Linked DNA regions of Rattus norvegicus: region 1 is linked to region 2. The links are chromatin contacts, called in public Hi-C maps. All regions are on one chromosome and are shown on one strand. The core of a region is the stretch at or near the end of the contact, and the rest is flanking DNA. Distances in the headings are between cores, read along the strand shown.

What was found. Hi-C and Micro-C count contacts between places; a contact is called where the count stands out from the background.
Region 1: a Hi-C map of liver shows a contact between it and region 2, with 3 times the contacts expected there. The contact joins the promoter of Raver1 here to the promoter of Dnmt1 in region 2. A contact is called at or near these places in 2 of 12 Hi-C or Micro-C datasets (both in liver).

What each region holds. Positions count from the first base shown.
Region 1 is chr8:27,899,754-27,906,729 of GRCr8, forward strand. Raver1 (ribonucleoprotein, PTB-binding 1) reads right to left here and starts at 5,578. Exons shown (of 13, transcript NM_001013939.1): 1 at 5,344-5,578; 2 at 3,908-3,974. The coding sequence starts at 5,562.
Region 2 is chr8:27,758,783-27,765,296 of GRCr8, forward strand. Dnmt1 (DNA methyltransferase 1) reads right to left here and starts at 4,059. Exons shown (of 38, transcript NM_053354.3): 1 at 3,900-4,059. The coding sequence starts at 3,979.

The DNA.
Region 1 (6,976 bases), core at 4,328-6,827, 140 kb after region 2:
ATCGAACCTAAGTCCTCTGCCAAGATCAGCCAGTGCTCTCAATCTCTGAACCATCACTCAAGCTCCAACCCCAAACTCTCTTAGTTTTTAAAAGATATATCTTTTTTTTTTTTTTTGGTTCTTTTTTTCGGAGCTGGGGACCGAACCCAGGGCCTTGCGCTTCCTAGGTAAGCGCTCTACCACTGAGCTAAATCCCCAGCCCCTAAAAGATATATCTTTTAAAGTATGAGTACTTTATCTGCATGAGTATCTATACACCAGAAGACAGCAGCAGACAGGCATGAGCTGCCATGTGGTTGCTGGGAAGTGAACTCAGGACTGCTGGAAGAACAGTCAGTGCTCACAACCATTTCTCCAGTGCCCAAACCCTAGACTCTTTTAACTGGGAATAGGTTAGCCCTCACACCCACCATTTTCGGTGGAAAAGCAACAGGACCAGATAGGCACCTACATTTGCAAGTCTGGGGCAGGAGGTCAGAGTTCAAAGCCAGCCTGGTTATCTAGTCAAATTCTGTCTAAAAACCCAAGAGTTGGGACTGGGAAGAGCTCAGTTGGAAAAGCGTTTGCCCAGCATGCCTGAGGCCTTGGGTTCTGTCTATAGACATACCAGGCACAGTGGCACATGCCTGTCACCTCAACACAAGACTAAATCAGGGGTATCAGAAACTGAAGGCCATCTTTAGGTACACAGTGGCTTACACTGTCTAAAAAAAAAAAACACGGGTTGGGGATTTAGCTCAGTGGTAGAGCGCTTGCCTAGGAAGCGCAAGGCCCTGGGTTCGGTCCCCAGCTCCGAAAAAAAAAAAAAAAAAACACAAACCGAGGCCCAAGGATGGAGTTAAAAGTGTTCGTCTTGGGGTTGGGGATTTAGCTCAGTGGTAGAGCCCTTGCCTAGCAAGCACAAGGCCCTGGGTCTGGTCCCCAGCTCCAAAAAAAAAAGTGTTCATCTTTAGCACCACAAAACTAAAAAAAAAAAAAAAAAAATCAGGACTAAGGATGTATTTCAGCAGTAGAAATACTTTCTTAGCATGCATGAAGCCCTAAATGCAATCTCTAGTAACACACACACACACACACACACACACACACACACACACACAACCTGTCACAAAATCAAGTGAGAAAACCTAAGTTCAATCTCCAGAGACATGGTGGGATGTGAGAAATGACTCCTTCATGTTGTCCTCAGACTTACATTCATGCACGGCACATCATGCATGTATGTGCACACAAAAACACTAAAAAAATACAACAAAACACTCAGGTAGCTCGTCTCCAGAGCCACGTTCTGTCCCTCTAGCCTCGTCACTCATTCCAGCTTACAGCCCCAGGAAACCATGTTCAGAGCTTCCTCAGGTGGCCCAGCTCCCCTCACAACACTCAGTACTGCTTTCTGGCCCCTGCCGGGCATGGCCTGCCTGAGCTCTGTCCGTTTACCTGACTACCCTACCCAATCTAAGCCAGTTCCTGTTTTAGACCTGGTTCTGTACCCCACAGTGCCCCCATCTTCCTTTTTTGAAGGTCTCATGTAGGCAGACTGTCCTCGAATGCCTTATGTAGCCAAGGATCACTCATCTGATGCTCTACCTCCAAGGTCAGAGCACAACTTTCTTTTTTTTTTTTTTTTCCTCGGAGCTGGGGACCGAACCCAGGGCCTTGCGCTTCCTAGGCAAGCGCTCTACCGCTGAGCTAAATCCCCAACCCCAGAGCACAACTTTCAAAACAGCTTCACCAACTGAACCGTTATCTCACTTGCCCCAGGGTGATATTTGCTTCCTATCTTTCTTCGTCTTCTACTTCTCCTCCTCCTGCTTTGTTTTGTTTTTGTTTGGCTGGTTTTGGTTTTTTCAGACAGGGTTTCTCTGTGGAGCTCTGGCTGACCTGGACTAGACTTAGAGACCAGGCTGGCCTCGGATTCAGAGTTCCAGCTGTCTCTGCCTCCCAAGTGCTGAGATTAAAGTTGTGTGCCACCGCACCCTGCCATGTTATTGTCTAAAAGGGACTTAAACATCCTTGGATTTTGGTATGCTCCAAGCCCTATAGAGGGATGACTACACTGGGTACTCAGTCTGCCTTTGATACCTGACTCTTATCTTTTTCTTACATGTGTATGAGTATGGTAACCAGGTATACATGTATGTTTACATGTGAGTATGCATACAGGTACAGGAGGGGTAGTCTCTTATTTAACACCAGGGCTTGCTAATTTGGCTAATCTACCTACCCAGCTTGTTCAGGAGACTGTCTTCCCCTCCCCCACACTTCTATTACAAGTGAGTTACCAGGTCCGCCCAGCATTCATGTAGCTGCTGGGATAAGTGCTGAGACATCTCCCAGCCTTCGGCAGCTGTGCTCTAGGCAGTCTATGTTAGGCACACTCAGTCTTCATCCAAGATTGTCACTCCTATACAGTCACACAGAGTAAGCACAGACCGCAACCTCAACCTGTGGTCCTTCTGCCTCCAATGGTCAGGATTGTAATGACTGCCTAACCTGCCAGGGAGGTCTTTAAAGGGGCACACTCCTCTCTACATTAATTGTCAGAAGGTTCTAGATGGTCTAAACATCTGTCACCATACCAAAATACATTCACTGATGGCTCCACGAAGGAAGCCAATGATGCCAAATGTTACCCCAAGGGCATTGGGCTGGCCATGCCATACAGGGGCAGATGTGCCAGCCTCGGCCTATAACCACAGAATAGGGTGCCCAGTGGGCCTGGGTTAGAAAGGGACAGGTAAGAACAGTAGGGAAGCTGAGCACAGTGACACATGTCTTGTAAGCCTACTTTGGAAGTGGAAGCAGGAGGATATCTTGATGTTAAAGGCCATCCTCACCTATACAATAAATTTAACTCTAGTCTGGGTTATATGAGACCTGATTTAAATAAAACCTAAAGTCCAAAACCAAAAATGGGACTGGAGCGATAGCTCAGCACTTAAGAGTACTTGCTGCTTTTGCAAGGATGGGGTTTGGTTCCCAGCACCCACATGGCAGCTTATAACCTCTTTAACTCTGGTTCCATGAAATCTGGTTCCCTCTGTGCGCCTCCATGGGCACCAGACATGCAAATAGTGCTCAGGCAAAACACCCATACACATCAAATAAAGATAGAACAAGAGAAAGGAGTGATGCCAGCTAAAGGACTGGCACGCGTTAGAAGAGCTGGGCTATACCATGGACAATCTGGGCTACAGTGACAATCCATGTCTCAAAGAAAGGAAAAAGGAATCTTCTACCATACCTAACAACCTGAGTTCCAACCCCAGCCTTGTCTCAGCTGTCATCACAGTCCTCATAGTCTAAGAGGGAGAACTGCCTAGAATATACAGTAAGACAGAAACACGAGAGGGCCTGCCTCAACAAGGGGAAAGCTGACTTTAGAACGTTGTCCTCTAATCTAACTTCCACACTTATTGCCTATGCTTACATGCACACACACAAAATAGAGAAGAAATAAACCGACAAGGGTGGTGTGCACCTTTAATCCCAGCACTCAAGAAGCAAAGGCGGGAAGGGGGATCTCTAGCAATTCAAGGCCAGCCTGAGCTTCACGTGAGTCTCTGCCTCAAAAAAATAAAAATAAAAAATAAAATAAATGGACAGACAGGAAAGAATCTGTTTCCTCTAAGACAATACGGGATCCACAATTAGAACAGAGGCTGAGCCAGGCCCTGCCACCATTGGGGATTGTCATAACTGCCCTGTCCACCCACAGCCCACAAACCTGTCCCTTTGTCATAACTGCCCTGTCCTCCCACAGCCCACAAACCTGTCCCTTTGTCATAACTGCCCTGTCCTCCCACAGCCCACAAACCTGTCCCTTTGTCATAACTGCCCTGTCCTCCCACAGCCCACAAACCTGTCCCTTTGTCATAACTGCCCTGTCCTCCCACAGCCCACAAACCTGTCCCTTTGTATTTGTCCACGAAACAGTACTTGAGTTCGTAGTCGCTCAGGAGGTCATGTACTTCCTGCAGAGACACAATCAGAGGCCAGGGAGTGACTGGACAAGCCTGCCCACAGGTGGACCCTCCATACAGGTACATAAATGAATGGCTCCATTTTTCTGTAACAGCTATCTTCTCCCCTTCTACAACCTATCCTGTGTCGAGACTGTAGATTACATGATAGGAACACCGACATCTCAAACTGCATACCTTCAAGGAGGTTGCCTAACTTGTCTGATTTCCCCCATGCGAGGTTGAAACATGTTCACAGCTAATTACTAAGCCATTTTCTCCAAAAGGAAACAAACCGAGGCTGTAAGAAGTGAACCACAGAAACTGTCAGGACAACACAGGGCATGCTACCCAGGGATGCCTGATCAGGGGCTCCACTCATTTAATTGATCCTACACTATGTGGGTGCACCAGCCACCCAAACTCCCTCAAGTTGACAGGGCTGCTGTTTTGAATGCTGGTTTCCAGGGCAAGTTGCCTGGCTTCCTTGCACCAAATGACCTGTGTATGATCTGAAGGAGACTGGGCAGGCAATTCCAGATATGCAGGAGATGGTGCATACAGGTGTCTACTCCAGGTCCGTTCCCTTATCATACTCCCAACACCTCTGGGGCTTCATTAGCCATGTGCCTACATAGTAGTGGGTACTAGGGTGAGCCAGAGAGAAGAGATTCTTAGCAGCAATCAGAAAGGGCCTATCCCACCACCATCGGGCAGGGCAACATGGATACCACTTTCTTGGGTCCAAAGAGCATTGCACACCCTGCTCTATGTAGGTTCCCAATAGAAGGGCACTCCCGGGAAACAAGATTAGCCATAGGGAAGTGCCATAGAATACATAACCACACGTCAAAGGAGACTCCATTTTCCAAAATCAATTTTAGTAGGCATTTGAGGGGTGCATCTCCAACTTCCGGGTCTACCTCTAAAAGGTGTGGATGTATGTTTGGTAAGAAAGGCCATGCTCTTAATTCTGAAACTTCCAAATTTGAGCTCCCTAAGGCGGAGGAGGGAAAGCACCTTCTGAATATGCATGGGTAGCTTGGAATCTATTTCAATCAATCCATTCACATCCCCCCACACATATTTCCACGGGGCGCCACAGCTGCCTGCCTCTTCCAACTACCTGCACCCCTCAACCATTTGGCCTCTCCCAAGCCGGATGGTCGCCCCTAGCAACGTCGGCCCGCACTTCAAAGTGGGTTTTTTTCCTCCTCTTGACCATGCCCTTTCCACTTCGTTCTTAATGTCTCATGACCCTGGGAGAGGATACGACACTGGGGAGAGCCCCCACGCACAAGAGCGTTGGTACCGCCCTGTTCCCCCCCGCGCACGCGCACCGTGGCATTTCCCGCCACGCTCTCACCCCCACCCCCCATACCTGGTTGGTCACGTCCCCCGGGAGGCCTCGGATCAGTATCTTGCGGCGGTTACGGAACTGGCGCTCAGTGTGTTCCAGGCGTTTCCGGATCTCTTCCGGATCGAGCGGCGGCAACTCTTGTTCGGGTGTCCGGCGATCGACGGTCTCGGGAGTTTCCGCTTCGGCCTCCGCCTCCGGGCTGAGCGGCGGCCGGTGAGTAACGGACACGTCGGCCGCCATCTTGGGAAACCCGGCGCCTTCTGGGACCAGCGAGCTCAGGGCGGAGCGACATAGAGCGGCAAGGAGGGCGCGCTTAGTGATTGGTTGGTAGAGGCCCCGCCTCTCTCCCGGCCCCCTTCAGCCTATTGGCTGGACCCAGCGCCGCGAGCGTTGCCCCCTTCCTCTGACTCTGAGCCATTGAGTAAAAGGGCGGAGTTGCAGCAAGGAACCGCCTTGCAAGGTAGGAATGAGAATAGGCGTTCTATTCCTAACACCGCCTAAAGAGCTGTCAGGCGCACACACCTTTAATCTAAGCCCTTGAGAGGTGAAGGCAGATCTTATGACGTCGTCTTCAGCTACGTAAGCCAAATTCATAGGGATCCTGTCTCAAAAGGAAAAATAAAACGACAGACAAAATTAGCTGTGCTGGTGTACACATGCAATTCCAGCACTTGAGAAATGGAAGCTGCAGGATCAGAAGTTCAAAGTCATGCCCTACTTCACTTTGAGATAAACCTGATTCAGAAAGGAAAAACAAAAATCCGAACAAACAAACCAAAAACACCTGGTGTTATTTCCAGTGCTCTGAAGGCCTAGGCAGTCTAGTCTACATAGTAAGACACGGTTTCAAAACACAAACTAGGGGCCTACTACTAAACATGGCAACCCCAGAGTTTCATTCCCCGTAGACTTGGTGGGGTACTATAGACTGCCCAGGAAGCAAAAGGTTAAACAGGAGCTGGAGAAGGAACTGGCAAAAGACACAATCAGGAAAGAAGATCAGCAGTTTATAGTGACAGATATGGATCTCTCTAGCAACAGAAAGCTACTTTCAGAAATATATGGGCAAGTGCTAGCTCATTTTTACACACACACACACACACACACACACACACACACACACACACACACATTTGTTTTCCGAGACAGGGTTTCTCTGTGTCTGTCCTGGAATTTACTCTGTAGACCAGGCTGGCCTTGAACTCACAGAGATCCACCTGCCTCTGCCTCCAGAGTGCTGGTAATAAAGGTGTAAGCTATCACGCCTGGTGGAATTCGAAGGTTTTATTGATCTGGAACTTGATATGGCCCAATCCCCAACTCAATCTGGACCTTGATCTTCCCCAATCTCAGGACAACTCTCCCTGAACTGTATCATTATAACACAATGCCCCGAGGACACAGGTGCTAGCTGCCACTCTTTTTCTGCGTTCTGAGAATGTATACTGAAGCCACTGCAGTTGTCAACATCCCTAGGGACATGAACAGCCCTGTGATGATTCTGGCCATCCCGGCCTTGATGGGCACAGAGAGACCCAAGTGCATATATGTGCCCTGGGCTCCTGCTAAACTTGCCCCTATAGACCTTGCAGGTTCCTCTTTTACCGTGAATGTCACTCACTGTAGCAAGGTGTTCTTGTGCCTTGCCTTGGAC
Region 2 (6,514 bases), core at 2,809-5,308:
ACACTTCCTATTTGAGTTAAGCCAGGCTGTGTCATCTTTCTGAGGAGTGATCTTAAGTGCACAGAAGAGAGAAAGTCAGCAACTAGAGGGCTTGCCTCGTTCACCTAAGGCTCCCAGCTCCATCGCTAGTGCCACAGTAATCAGTGTGAACACATGGATGTCAGCACCTGGAAGTGGAGGCAGGAGGATTGGGAGTCCATGTCATCTTAAAGCTACACAGGGTATGTGAGGCCGGCCCTGGCTACCCAACCGCCTAAGAAAACAAAAACAAAAACAAAAAAGGTCGGAGGAAGTCAGTAAAACGATTGTCACAGAAGCACAAGGGCCAGAGTTTGGATCTCAAAGACGTAGAAAAGGACTTCCACGCCTGCTGGCCAGGCAGACTAATAAATCAGCGAGTTACAAGGTTATAAGCAAGTGGTCTCAAAGAAAAGGTTACTAGTCTCCTACTCAGAGGCTCAGGTAGGAGGAACGGTTGTTAGCTCCAGGCCAGCCTAGTTTACATATCAAATGCTAGAGTAGCAGGGGGCTGAGGAGTGAAAACCGGTCTCAAACAAAAAAGCAATTAAGGTTGAAAGTGAAAATCCAGCTCCAGGGATCCAATGCCCTCTTCTGGCCTCCTAGGGCATCAGGCACAGATGTGGGCACAGAGGCACTCACCAGCACCTATACCTGCCTCTCCCTCTCCCTCAGCATAAGGGGGAAGGCAAGAAACCAATTCCAAAAAGTTCAAATGGAATTAAAAAGGCAGCAGCAGCTTTCTAAACTGGCCATGGTGGCAGCTTAGTATCCAAGAGGCAAAGGCAGGTGGATATCAGAGTTCGAGGGCAGCCTGGTCCCCAGAGTTCCAGGCTAGCTGAGGCTACATAGTAAGACCCTGTCTCAAAATGAAATAAAACTTATAGGGTCAGATGAAATGGCTCCATTTCTTGTTACCACGACTGATGGTCTGAGCTCCATCTCCAGTACTGCCCAAGAACTGACTCGGGAAAAGTATTCTGACCGCCATAATACACTGCTAAATATGCACATGCAGACGCAGACAGATAAATGTAGTTAACTATGGCTTGGGGAGACGGGCACGTGTCCCACATCCTTGACCACCTACCTCAGTATGACCCCAAATCCACATGGTGAAAGTGTAACAAACACCATGAAAACGTCTAACTGCCACACGTACGCTGTGGTACACATGCACATAAAGTTAAAAAGTCTCCCCTTAACACATACCAGAGTGCATACATGTGTGTATACATATATGTGTATATATGTGTATATACGTATATATGTATCACACACCATTTATATGTAAGTTTAACAAAAATGAGTCAGCCAGGCACGTAACACGCATCACTTGAGAGGAACAATAGCAAGACCGAGACCAGACAAACTACATAGAGACCAGACCATGCCTTGAAAATAAGTTTCAATTGTAAAAAATGGAAAGAAGTTAGACACCCGTGTCAAAGGAACCTCCCTAGGGAAGAGGATGCCACCTGTTCAGGAAAAGAAATCCCTCACCTGCAAGGTGTGAATGTCTGAAATGAGGCCTTAGTTGAATTCTAACTCACGACCTTCCTGCCTCCCAAAGGCTGGGGTTATAGGCCATGGCCGCCACATCTCACTAAAAAGCATGATTTGAATTCCTCAAAGATGCAGGGTTTACTGTATTTCAAAGAAACGGTCAGTCTGGGGCTGGCAAGAGAATTCAGCCGATGAGGGGAAGCTACCAAGCCTGATGACATGAGTTCCATAACCAGGACCTTGTGGAAAGGTCAGTTCCTGCAAGGGGTCCTGACCTCCACTCAAGCTGTAGCACATACCCTCCCCTCATACACACTAAGACTTAAAATCCACATGTTGAAAAATCCTGTATTTTATACAGCTAGCAGAACTATGCACATTTCTATTTAAACTGCCATTTAAATACAAAACAGGGTGGACGGAAGCTGCAACAAGGCCTAAGTCAGCTTCTGGACTATCCCACCAAATGTCAGTACCTCTCTATCTCACACTGTAGATACTTTGCAACTAAGTTTTTCTAAATCAAAAGTTAACCCGGGTCATATTCCTGTAATCCCAGCACTTGAGTAGATACAAGAGATCAAGGCTAGCCTGGGTTATACAGTCAGCCTAAGGCTAGCCTTCTTGGGCTACAGGAATCCTTTCCTGGAAATGAAAACAACACACACACACACACACACACACACACACACACACACACACCCCAAAGAACAGGAAAAAAACAAGACAGAAAGGCAGGTTACAGCACTGTCTAACTTTAAAGAACGAAATACTTTAATAGGTATGTATTTTTTGGTAGTAAATTGTAAAGGTAAAAAAATCTGTTGAGGTGTGTCAAAGGCTGTGAATGTTTGTGTCTATATAATCAAAAAGCCAGCATTCAATAACCAAACCATCATGGTGGTACATGTCAGTAACCCCCAGCACTGAGGAGTCACAGGCAGGGAGATGGGGAATTCTAGGCCAGTCTGAGAAAACTCACCAAGAATCCATCTCCAAGAAAAGAAAAAGTGAAAGGGCTGGAGATGTATAGCTCAGTGGTAGAAACCGTTCACAGAGTTTCAGGTCCAATCCCGGGGGCAAACTGGGGGTGGGGAGTGTTTGACAAGGGGGAATTCAGGCTCTCCTCCCACTTCATCCCCCTAAACCTCAAAAGGCAACCGGCCTGGCAACACCCCACCAAACTAACCCATGGAAATACCAAAAGTAAACTCATTATCGGGTTGGAATATGTGCAGCAAAAGTCAGGGAACCTATGACTAAGTAGCGCACAGTGACACGTGGGACAAGCTTTCAGGATTGAACGGATGGACGATGCCCTTCTGGAACAGGAAGCAGGATCCGGTGTTCCCGCCAATCCCTGAACACAGACCTCCCCGTGGAGGTATGGAAGGTACTAGTGGTAGGATCCCTCATTTCCAGTGACACAACATTGAAAGTTGAAGAGCTTCCTTGACTGCTCGGGCGGGAGTGTGGGGGAATTCATATGTTCTGAAATGGGAGTTTTATCTGCCATCTCACTCCTCGGAATAAACACTAGACAATGTAAAAAGCTTCCTCGATGGCGGCAGAATCGAAGGAACTGGTTCACAGGGGTTAAAATAACGGGGCGGGGGCGGAGACATCTTACTATCATCCATTTTTCCCTCCCTCTGATACACATTTTGGACAGTGTTAAAAGGTTTCCTCGATTGCTCTGGGATCTCGGGACAGTTTATGTTACTGCCAAAGTGGAGGGCCCACTCTGCACCACCTCTCTCCAGGCATAGTCTCTGATAGCTCCAGGATCGCAGGAGCTCCTTTGGGATAAAAACAAAACAAAAACCCACGAGGGCTGTAAGCTGCTCAGGCCCAGCACCGCACCATGAGAGAAAAAGCTCCTAGGACTTGACAGCGGGACTCGAACGGAGAAATGCAGAGCCCTTCTGCACGAGGGCCTTCGGGGTCCCAGCGGAGGAACCCTCGGGTGGGCGCGGCGGGATCTGCAGGGCACCGGAAGTGAAGGCTGGAGAGGGGTGGGGGCTTCAGGGTGTCCACAGGCCCTGAGAGGGGCACTTCCTGCAACCCAGGAGCCGGGCTGGCCGAAGAGGGGAAACCCTGAAGGTGTCCCCAAGCTTGTTCTATTCCAGAAGGCTAGAAGGGACCATCCCCTTCCTCCCTCAAGTTCCCAGTCAATGGGCTTGCCAGCAACCAGGCCCCCACCCATTTTGGCGCCAACAGCCAGAGGCGCGCGCGACCGGAAGCACAGCCCGCGCCAAACGCTGCCCCGCGCATGCGCGCCCTGGCTGTCAGCGGCCGCAGGGCCACCCCGAGATACCCCAATAAATGCCTCCGCATCGGTCCCGCCCCTCGCCCCCACTTTGTGTGGTACCTACCGCCTGCGGACATGGTCGGGGAGCGAGCCTGCCGGGGAGGCAAGTGCAGGCACTCGGGCTGGAGCTGTTCGTGCTGGCATCTTGCAGGTTGCAGACGACAGGACAGCTCTGAACGAGACCCCGGCTTTTTCGCGCGCGCGGAAACCAATTGGGAGGGGGCGGCGCAAGCGGAAGCAGCATGTACCACACAGGGCAAGAGAGTGGGGGAAGACAATGCTATGCCCGAACGGAGTGCGCATGCGCAGGACGGAGGCACCCACACCTCCTGGCTGGAGTGGGCTCGTCCGCACTGTGACTGGAGCCACTCACCTCCCCCTTGCCTGAAGAGGTGGATCAGCCCTTGAGAGCAGGTAGTACTCCCCTTTCACAGGGCACCCACATCCAGGCACTCCAAGCCCTTGTAGTTCCACTTCCAGGGGATCCTACGCCCTCTTCTGGTCTCTATGGGCACCGCACTCACATGCACAAACACAATTTTTTTTAAAAAAAGTGATCTTTTGAGTCGGGCAGAGGTGGTGGAGTCTGTGGCGCCATGTTTTTAATCCCAGCACTCTGGGGGCAGAAGTGGGAGGATCTGTGTGTTCAGCCTGGTCTAAAAACAGTCTTTTTAAAAAAGAAAAAAAGGGTTGGGGATTTAGCTCAGTGGTAGAGCGCTTACCTAGGAAGCGCAAGGCCCTGGGTTCGGTCCCCAGCTCCAAAAAAAAGAACCAAAAAAAAAAAAAAAAAAAAAAAAACCCAGGCAGCAGTGGCGCATGCCTTTAATCCCTTGCACTGAGGCAGAGGCAGACAGATCACTATTTGAGGCTAGCCAAGTCTATACAGTGAATTCTAGGACAGCCAGGGCTATACAGAGAAACCCTGTCTCAAAACAAAAGGGTGGGCTTCAAGGGTGGGCTTGTCTGTGAAAGAGACCCAAAGAGTGAGCAGCACCAACGAGAAAGAAAATACCAGAGAGAAACGGAGACGAACAGGTTCCAGGGCCCAAAATGTAGATCTCTACGGCAGTGCCACCTCGTGTATAATGGGTAATTGGATTGCAGGTTGGACAAGATGCTCCTCAGCCTATCACAGGCCACAGGGACACCTCTGGGGAAAGCAGGAAAGATAGAAGGACAGGAACAGGGCAGTCAGCCATCTCAGAGGGAAACCATCAACCAGCCAGAACCTAGCCCTGCCACCGGTGAGTCGCATTGGAAAGAAGCAAAGAGCACAGATGACAGACAGGCAGATTCCCTGTTGAGTTGCCTCAAGTCAAGGAACAGGGTCCTGGGAATGAGGCTCCATGCATGCTAGAGAATGGTAATACTAAGCTTTGCCCCCCAGTCCCTCACCAGCCATATTCTAAGCCAGACTTCAGGGACATCTGCTTTATTAGCAACTGCTGCCGAGATGAGAGAGAAGTGTGGAATCCAGGCTGGCAGGACAGCCCCATCGGTAAACGTGCTGCCAAGCCTATCCTGATGTCCTGGAACTCCATGGCAGAGGGAGAGGACGGTCTCCATCCAAGCTGTTCTGACTTCCACACATGCACCATAGCATGTGTTATGAGCCCTCCCACAACAGATTTAAATACATATAATAAAGGGGAATCAGACAAGCACTTGTTCCGTCTGCAGAGCGAGCGCTATCTGGATGAACACATCCTCCACCAAGCACGGCTCCACTGACCACTTCTCTCGAGCCTGTGTGCCCCAGGACTTCCATTGTTTCTACAGAACATTCTCTGGGAAGATTTGTACAGCCCCAAACACTTCCACCAAAACTCCCCCGGACCACATGGAAACCACCTGTTACTCCTACCAGATGCCATTCTTGGTAGTCATGGCCAGAGACTCTTTCTTACCATCTATCTCACTGGAGTGGAGGTCAAACTTTCATAGAGAAGGGGATATTGAAGGTTTTGTGAACCACATAGTAAAGAGCTGTCCCAATAAAACTTTATTAGTGCAAACGCATGGTGGGCCAATTACAGCTATCTGCCGAATCAGCACAAAGACCACCAGAAGTGCCCGATACTTAGATAAGGCACTGCTGTGGTCAGTGATAAAAGTGCTTTTCCAAAATAAAGATATTTTTGTTTCACCATAGTGTCACTACATTTTACAAAGAAAGATGGGGGGCCCAAACTGGATCAAGATGCAAAAGTAGGGGGTTGGGGATTTAGCTCAGTGGTAGAGCACTTGCCTAGCAAGCACAAGGCCCTGGGTTCTGTCCCCAGCTCCGGAAAAAAAAAAGAAAAAAAAAATGCAAAAGTAGGTTTACAGTCTACAGTCCATAGCATACACAACTTGATCAATTGATGGGATATTTAAAATCGCACAAAGGACTGTGTGTGGCTCAGTGGTAAGACCCTTGCCTCTTCTGATTCTGTGTCCAGCATACCAAAGAACACAAATACAACAGCATACACTCCCAAATAAATGGGTTTTGTTTGGTTGGTTGGTTTTGGTTTTTTTGGTTTTTTGTTTTTTTTTGTTTTTTTTTGGTTCTTTTTTTTGGAGCTGGGGACCGAACCCAGGGCCTTGCGCTTCCTAGGTAAGCGTCTACCACTGAGCTAAATCCCCAGCCCCTTTTTTGGGTTTTCAAGACAAGATCTCCCTGTGTAGCCTTGGCTA